3 separate regions of the Pan troglodytes genome follow, and all the other regions are linked to region 3. Evidence: chromatin contacts called from public Hi-C and HiChIP or PLAC-seq data. All regions are on one chromosome and are shown on one strand. Each heading gives the region's core, a stretch centred on a gene start, on an enhancer-like site or on the middle of the called end of the contact. The rest is flanking DNA. Distances are from core to core; before and after follow the strand shown.

The links. A called contact is a pair of places that touch in the nucleus more often than the background predicts. HiChIP or PLAC-seq counts read pairs in DNA pulled down with a chosen protein or histone mark.
Region 1: a contact with region 3 is called in a Hi-C map of stem cell-derived neural progenitor cells, with 2.7 times the contacts expected there. The contact joins the enhancer-like site here to the promoter of NCOA1 in region 3. A contact is called at or near these places in 1 of 7 Hi-C or Micro-C datasets (stem cell-derived neural progenitor cells) and 1 of 1 datasets of contacts at active chromatin or transcription factors (stem cell-derived excitatory neurons).
Region 2: a contact with region 3 is called in an H3K4me3 HiChIP or PLAC-seq map of stem cell-derived excitatory neurons, with 7 times the contacts expected there. The contact joins the promoter of PTRHD1 here to the promoter of NCOA1 in region 3. A contact is called at or near these places in 1 of 7 Hi-C or Micro-C datasets (stem cell-derived neural progenitor cells) and 1 of 1 datasets of contacts at active chromatin or transcription factors (stem cell-derived excitatory neurons).

The regions. Positions count from the first base shown.
Region 1 is chr12:98,049,104-98,051,803 of NHGRI_mPanTro3-v2.0_pri, reverse strand. It overlaps ADCY3 (adenylate cyclase 3), which reads right to left. Exons shown (of 22, transcript XM_016948151.3): 18 at 2,402-2,548; 19 at 1,710-1,829; 20 at 717-840; 21 at 1-49. CENPO (centromere protein O) reads left to right here. Exons shown (of 8, transcript XM_063790058.1): 8 at 1-1,575. Among named protein-coding and RNA genes, the nearest start is that of PTRHD1, 29 kb to the left of the region's middle. Within about 2 kb of position 1,418, at least 6 of the 24 cell types and tissues checked have an H3K27ac peak or open chromatin away from gene starts, as enhancers often do. A contact at or near this core is called in stem cell-derived neural progenitor cells, where this site is marked.
Region 2 is chr12:98,077,945-98,080,644 of NHGRI_mPanTro3-v2.0_pri, reverse strand. It overlaps PTRHD1 (peptidyl-tRNA hydrolase domain containing 1), which reads right to left and starts at 1,398. Exons shown (of 2, transcript NM_001242625.1): 1 at 1,142-1,398. The coding sequence starts at 1,393. It overlaps CENPO (centromere protein O), which reads left to right and starts at 1,170. Exons shown (of 8, transcript XM_063790058.1): 1 at 1,170-1,517; 2 at 1,869-1,982. The coding sequence starts at 1,937.
Region 3 is chr12:98,379,633-98,382,332 of NHGRI_mPanTro3-v2.0_pri, reverse strand. It overlaps NCOA1 (nuclear receptor coactivator 1), which reads left to right and starts at 1,295. Exons shown (of 21, transcript XM_063789222.1): 1 at 1,295-1,430.

The DNA of each region.
Region 1 (2,700 bases), core at 169-2,668, 330 kb after region 3:
GGTTTCCGGGCTCCAATGACCCCAGCCAGAACCCCGCCTTTGTTCATGCCTAGGGTAGAGGCATTAAGTTCAGCACAGCCACAGGCCACACCTTGTTATGGGCCTCAGAAGCCATCTCCTCTCCAGACCTGTACCACAAAACTCCTAATGTAACACATCATTGTCCTCATTCAACTTGGCTGTATGCTATTGGAGGGTGGAAATCACGTCTCCTGTTTATCCGTGTGCTTGTTAGGTGTCAGCCGCCACCCTCCCCCATATGCAGATTTACTCGGCATGGTAGTGGCCAGCTTCTAACACAGCTGGTATTTCAAGTCTCCTGGGACCTCACTCAGGAATGATACCCCCTCAGTAGAAGCAGCAGGTGATCTTAACTCCTTTCAAAGAGCAGGCCTGTCTGGGAAGCCATGCCCTCAGCAGGCACAGCAACCCCTCTGGAAATGGATCACAAACTCACTCCTCAGCCAGGCAGGCCAAGCTTCTATTGTAACAGTAGGCACAGTATAGTCTGATCATCACATCAGCTGGGTTTTTGGTTTAGTCATCTAGAGTCGTCTGGACTAAAGGTCTTTCAGGTCTCCTTGCCCTGTGAGTGCGTGAACCTCCCCACCCGAATTGCCTCAGTTGTCCTGAGCCTCATGTCTCTCCTGGTGGTGGGCCAGGCCCCTGCATGGGAAGGGAGCCTGCTGCGGGGCAGGCCAGCTGGGGGTGCTCACCTATGCGCAGCATGAAGTTATTGAAGGACTGGTTGTTGATGTTGGTGAGCGTATCCTTCATGGCCAGCGCGAAGTCGGCCAGGTCAGCCAGGTGCTGCCAGCGCTCTCTCTCGGACTTGTCTTCCTGTGCCAGGGGACCGTGGAGAAAGTGTCAGGGGCCGCTCACTGCAGCAGCCTGCTCTGCTGCCTTCCCTGGCAGTGTTCTGGGGGTGGATTCCCTACACCTAGATGTTCAAGGCCTTACTCTTCCTCCCACAAAGGAGTCGCAGCCACGCTAGCTCTGACTTGCCACTGTGACAAAGTTCACATAGCAGGTCTCGGCAAAGACTGGGCAATTGAGCAGAGGAGACGGACCTGTGAGTCTGACCGCGAGGCGGGCCCCTTCACCTTGGCTGGGCCTGGCCCTGGTCCTTAGGTTAGTCAGGTTGTCCTTGTTTGGATCCCTCAACTAGGTGATAAGCACTGGAGGGGGATGACCTGCCTTGGACGTGTTTCTTTAACCTCATCCATATAATAGGGCCGTGGGATGGTTGTAGAGGTAAAGCAGGATGATGGTGTTTTAAGACCAGAGCTTGGGACCAGGGCTCCTACACCTAATTTTCTCTCCTGGTAGCTGAACAAAGGTCTAAATTAGCTTAACAAAAGAACAGGCTGCCGTCAGCCAGAGTTCTGAAGGCCATGCTTTCAGTTTCCCTTGTTGACAATTGCTCTCCAGTTCCCATGAAAGCACAGAGCCTTAGGGGGCCTGGCCACAGAACACAACCATCTTAGGCCTGAGCTGTGAACAGCAGGGGGTTGTGTGTCTGTTCTGTTTCTCTGCTTGCCGAACTTTCTCAATAAACCCTATTTCTTATTTATATTTACGTGGTGCTGGTGGTGTGTGTCTGGGACCGCTTTGCACAGCAGTTCTTGTTTTCCCCATGCTAGGTCTGGGCTGCCAATCTCTTGCCTTGGGGGCAGAGCCTTATCTCTCTGGCTACTGGGGTTAGCTACCTTGTTGGAGCTGGCAAAGCCATTGGTGTTGACATCGGGGGTGACTCCTGAAGCCGCCATATACGTGCTGCCAATGGTTTTGATCTTGGTGATCACCCGGAACTTGGGATTGTCCAGGAGCTGAGGCCAGGATTCAGGAAAGAATTGTCAGCAGTCAAGGGAGAGGAATGACCCAACCCAGTGACAGATGTACCTGTTTACAAGGACCCCACTAAACCCAGGAGACACTTTCCTATCAAAGTTGTTACTTAGTCTACCGCTTATCTGCCACATGATCCTGGGAGAACTTCCTAACTTTCTGGGCCTGTTTCCACAACCTCAACACTGACATAAAATCGGCAGTCTCCTAGGGGGGCTCCGCGCGTGTGTAAAAGCATTCTCCCTGGTATACAGGTCACCCAGTCAATGCTGACCGGCTCTGAATTTGAGGAGACAGTCCCAGGACAGAGAGGTCTCCAGATGTTGCTTGGCCAGTCCTTATCCTGTGACCCTGTGGGTGATTTCCCGGGCTCCCACCTCACCTCCCCTCCCCCAGCCCAGCAGTTCCAGGTGGCTGCAGAAGTCCATGTATTGCGGAAGGGGCTTATCTGGGAAAATGAAGCCAGTTTCTCTGGCCTCTGCAGCCTATTGTAGGATGTGATGTGGAATGGGCCGGCTTCATGGCCAGAGTGCAGGGTGGGATGGGCACTCACAGAGTCAAAATCCGAGATGATTTCATTGAGGAAACGCAGACACTCAATACCACCATTGTTGATGCTCTCCTCTGTGTAGAAGTCAGCAAAGTTGGGCAGGGAGGCAAACATGACTCCAATCTCATCATACGTCTGGCTATACAGCTCCTAAAAAGGTGCGGACAACGTGCTCAAAGCATGTCCGACTGACTGGACGATGTGCTGGAGAAATGCATCTATCTTCCATGCACGACATGTGCACTCAGCTTTTTGGACTCACACATCAGTCAGATTATCCCAGCATTATTATTATTATTTTT
Region 2 (2,700 bases), core at 149-2,648, 300 kb after region 3:
GGGGAGTCACTTAATCCCTGTAGGCTTCAGAGAGTTTCACCTGCGACAAGAGGAGTCTAACCTGATTTCTTGAGACCTCTTACTAGGAAGAAAATCTAAGTGAAAAGCCAGCAGCTTCTGTTCTGCCTACACAGATTCTCAAGGCATTTTTCCTACAGGTTACCGCTTGATGTTTCACTATCCAGCAGCAATTTTTCTCTTGAAAGATAATCTGTCTTTGCCAGTTACCCATGAAGGGATTACTCCACCCCTCCACCTGAGTTCTGGCTTAAAGCCGTTTTTCCTTATTATAAAAAGCCGTTTATTATTAAAGCCGTTTTTCCTTATTATAAAATATGTGCTTAAGGTAGAAAATTTTAAAAATACAGATTAAGCATTAGGAAATAACCAAAATCTCACCATGCACTACTTAATATGTAGATGTATTTCTTTAGTTTTTCCTTTCAAAGTCTGGATCATTCTGTATATATAGTTCAGTTAGCTTCGCATTATGAGCACTCTTCCAGACCACTAAATATGCTTCAAAACCATAAGGGCTCCCATGAATATCCTTGTGCAAAGCTCTTTGGGTGCATCTGATTATTTTCTTAGGCTACATCTCTAGCAGCAGGATAGAGAGTCAAAGGGTAAGGGTGAGATTTGTTTGGTCATCTGCAAACAGAACCTGACTGCTATTTTAAAAGGTGTACCGATTTACACACCTGGTGCCTGGTCTATCTGAAGCTAGGTTCAATTTATACTAACGTTTTTAGTATTTATTTTCAAATAATTTGGCGTCCTACCCAGGTAAATACTCAGTTTGACTTCACTTTGCACTGTCCCTTCGGGCTCGGTTTTGCAGGAGGACAGCACTTTGGGGCATGGCTTTAAAAAGTTGGCCAGTGCACAGGCGGAACAGCGGGGACACAGGAGCCACCACTTTACCGCGAGCCCAGCAGGGGGCGGAGGACTGCTGTCCACTCTTCACACAGTCAGGCCCTTCCCAAGGGCGCACCTCCAGGGAAACAGCTCCAGTCTAAATGTTAACGATCACCCCAACTCCCGCCGCACCCACTCCCCGCAGCCAGGCCTTCGGACCGAAGACCACACCCACTTCCGCCCTCGATGTCTCAGCACCTCCCCCTCCGCCCGAGTGCCTCACCTCGAGGACCACTTTGCGCATGCGCCCCAGCTCTTGGAGGTAAGCGGCTGTGTGCGGGTGGTCGCGGTGAGTGTGCAAGGCCGCGGTGGCCGCGTGACAAGCCTGCGCTACCAGTGCGCCCGCCGGCCAGGAGAACGGAGCTTGTGATAGATCCTTTCGTAACACCAAGTATTGTACCAGGACCTGCGGCTCCGCCCCAGAGGCCGCCATCTTCCTGACCACCCGAAAGGCCGGACCTACTCCCCGGTGCATCTTGGGATCAGGGCGGGGCCCTGAGCGCCGCCATGCTTTTGTACGGCAGGATCGCAAAGCACGCCGGGACCGGTTGGTTTGGTTTTGAAGACGTGGATGGCGGGAATTCTCGCTTCTGGCCTGGGTGAGCTAGAAGGGAGAAGGTAGGGGAAAGACCCATTGTCGGACCGGACCGTGGCCAGGGTGGCGGGCTGAACGGCCTTCTTAAAACTCCTTCCGTGGCCGGGAAGCCCGCTGGACCAGAGTAGCCGTGGGCCTCGGGAGCGCGCCGGGGCCGCGGGATGGGCGCGGGGGTGGGCATGGACTCTGCTGGCTCGGACGATGGGAGAGGGCGGGCGGCTCAGGAAAGGGGATCCTAGCCGTGACATTTGTGTCATCCGCGGCCCAGGGGTTGTGCCTGAGTGGTGTGTGCCCTGCCGTCTGGGTTTGAATGGGACTAGATGTGATGTGACTGTTGCCATTTTTCTTTTATTAGCAAGGACATTGGAGTCCCTATCACCGGTTGCCTAGACAACTTCATGGGAAGGCCCTTGGGAATCTGAGATGGAGCAGGCGAACCCTTTACGTCCAGATGGCGAGTCCAAAGGAGGTATTCAGAGGGTCGCCGCCTCCTTCCTGCTGCTGCCCAAAGATGACCCGCAGGCTGAGAGAGCCCTTTCCTCCTGGAACTGACGTGGGACCTGGCCTGTTTGGGAGCAGAATGGTGAAAGGAACTAACATTGAAGACAAAGGGACGGGCAGCCAAGATTATTCGAGGAGGAAAAATGGCTTCGTTTCTAGGCTCCCACCCCTTTTGAAACGGATAAGTTGCATCCATCATATGCTCAGTGTTTATATTCTGAACTGCGGTTCTAGCCAGGGAGGTCCCTTTCCTCTCCCCGGATTTTTTGGGCCATGTATGCATTACTCCTGAGGGAGGGCCAGTGTAGGGCAGTGACTTTAGTGTTGGCTAGAACTGGTTTTGAGTGTTGGCTCTGCCATGATAAATATTGTGACCTTAGGCAAGTCACTTTATTCTCTGCCTCTGTTTCTTCATCTGGAAAATGGAGGTGAAAATAGCACTGTAGTTGTGGTTGTGGAAAAAGTATTTCTTTTGTGGTGGAAAAGTATTTAACTCAGACTTTTCAAGTGAAGCATTTAGCACATGTCTAATATATAGGAAATATTCAATGAAAGGCTTAATTCTTTACATACTTTGTGTCTTAAAATGTAGAAGGTGTTTAAAGAATGCTTGTTAGAGTTGCTTAGAATTACGAAACTATTACTTTTACTTAGTCCTCAGTCAATCCTTTGAAAACTGAGATTTG
Region 3 (2,700 bases), core at 46-2,545:
TGCGAAATGGGGTAAGAATGAAAGAAAGGAATGGACAGATGTATGCTTTACAAGGCACTTCCACGGCGAGTGACTCATTCATGCTTAGGACAACCCAGGGAGAGACATAGGTATATATTGCATTGCCAGCCTTTGGAATGCGGGATGCGGTCCAGATAAGGCCATCGCAGCTCAGAGAGGCTGTTCAGCCGCTGTTCGATTCCTCTGGTGACAAGGAACACTCTACTTTTGGAAGTAGCACTTCTATTAGAGAAGTTAAAAAAAAAAAAAAAGAAAAGGGAGATAAGAAGAAAGGTGTGGGCCCCTTGAGGGGAAAGATCTGTGAATGACAGACATTTTAGATAATTCATGGAATTGCAGAGCCAGAACGTGTCAGGCAGATCTTTTCATCTGTAAAACGAAGGGGGCAGACGATCTTCCTTTTCTCTTGTCTAATAGCCTGTGAAATCATCTAGGCAACCACCTCCCAATTTTACAGAATAAAAAACGAGGCCCGCGGGATATGTCTCGCTCAAAGTAATAGAACGCCCGAGTGGAGGGACAGGCCCGGAGCCGACTCCGCCCCGTCCGCAGGGCCTCTCGCCGCTCCTACACCTTCCCAGAAAGATAAAGAACAGCGGGAGGCGGCAGGCCCGGCGGCCTAGCTGCGAGCGCCCTGGGGTTCGAGGCCGCTTCCCGGCAGCAGTGGGAGGAACGCCCCGAGGGGAGGGCAGGAGAGGGGCGGGGAGGAGTTGAGACGGGCGGGGAAGAGTTCGGGCCTCCTTTCCCACACTTCGTTAGGACGCCAGCTGGGGCGGGCCTGCAGCCGGCAGAGGGCGCGGGGCGGTTCCTCGCTCGGCGGGCCCGGCAGGCCCGGCGGGCTGGGGGCGCGCTGTCCCGGGCGCACTGTCGGAGCTCGTAGGCACCGGGTCGCGGCGGCCCGGGCGGCCGGAGCCGGCAGGGGAAGTGCGGCGGGCGGGCAGGCGGGCGGGCGGCCGGGAACGGGCGGGGCGGGGCGGGGCGCGAAGGGGGCGGTGCCGCAAGCGGGGGGCGGTGGCGGCGGCAGCGGCAGCGGCGGCCGAGGAGGAGAACATGGCGGCCGCGGAGAGCGGCTGAAATGCCTGTTCTTCAGGCCGGGCGAGCGGGAGTCTGACGCGATTTGCTGAGCTCTGTCCTCCGACGGCTGCCTCGCGGCCTTGAGGGCCTCCGCCGCCTGTTCGCTGCTGCTCCCTCGAGCGGAGCCTGCGTCAGGTTCCCTCTGCATCCCCCTGCGGGGGGACCCCTGCTCCGGAGGAGGGGGCCGGAGAGCCGCGGCGGCGGCGGCGGCGGGCGCCTGGGCCCAGGGGGCCGGGCGCCGGGCCCGAGGAGCGGCGGAGGCCGGTGCGGCGCCGCCGCCACGGTCGCGGACGAGTGCGGCGCCGGTGAGCGGGGCCCAGAGGTGGCGGCGGCAGGTGAGTGGCGGGCGGCGAGTGCGGAGCCTCCCGGTGGGTGCAGCTGTCACGAGCCGCGCGGCCGCGGAGGCCCTAGGGGGCGGGGAGCAGCTGGCGCCCCTCCGCCCCCTGCTCTCCTTTCTCCCGCTCCATCCCCCTCCCACTTCCCCGAGTTCCCCTCGCGGCCCGGCGCGGCTGGAGGGGGCGGAGGTCGCAGCTGTCACGGGCACCAGCTGGGGGCTGCTCCCCGCCGAGGGAAATCGCTGCAGCAGCGACTTCTCTCCGCCTCTTTTCCAGTTGCCCTAGTTAGCGCGGAGAGGGCGAGCATCCGCGGAGGGGGCGCGAGCTGCGCGGCCGCCTGCCCGGCGTCGGGAGCGGGCGCCCCGGGCCGCCGCCGAGAGGGGGAGCCGGAAGTCGGCGCGGGCGCCCCTCGGCCCCGACGACGCCGTGACCTTGGCCGGCCCGCTCACCTCTCGGAATCTCGCCTGCCGGGACCGCGAAATGGGGGCGACCGCGGCGTCCCTCTCCGTCGGCGCAGCTCTCGACGGCGCTTGGGTTTGACCCCGGCGCGCTTGCTCGCCCCTTCTCCCGAGAAGGGGTTTCGGAGGTAGACATGGGGTGGATACTGGACATGTTCCTGTCGCGGCCCGGGTTTGGTCCCCTTCCTGGGATTCAGCCGAAAGGGCCGAGGAAGGGAAGCAAACATGTTGACGAGGCGATTGGGAGGTGGGGTTGGTTAGTGGGCAGTGACAGAATTCGGGCCGCTCTCTAGTCCCTTGTAAAAGACCTGAAGAAATCGGACACCCAGGGTCTCCAGTCCTTACTACCCAGCTGTGGTGGCTGCTTTTTTATTTTATTCAAAAGCAGTTACCCCCATGGGTAGACACTGCCCAGTCTGACGACGTTAGAGGGAGACGGAGGGGTTGACAATACAGCCTGTGTGTGTGTGACAAGGACAGGCCACGGTGTTGTGTCCGGAGAGTTTCATGGGGAGGAAAACTTTAAGCTGGAGGATCTGTTAGCCTCTCATGCTTGGCCCTCCTCGTTTCTTGTAGAGGTGTTGAACAGGCAGGTGTCCTTGTGGAGAAGGTGACATTTTTTCTTCGGAGACGGTGAGTTTTTAATGTCGAGTGTGATGTTGGTGAGTAAAGGGTTCTTGAGTGAATTGCAGTCCCAGCACCCTCTGTGGATGCCAAGAGGAATCTCTGTGGCGATGATTTGTGAGGGCTGGTGCTTACATTTCAGTGATTAAGAAATCAAGTGTCTGCTTAAAACATTACTGCCGTGAAGC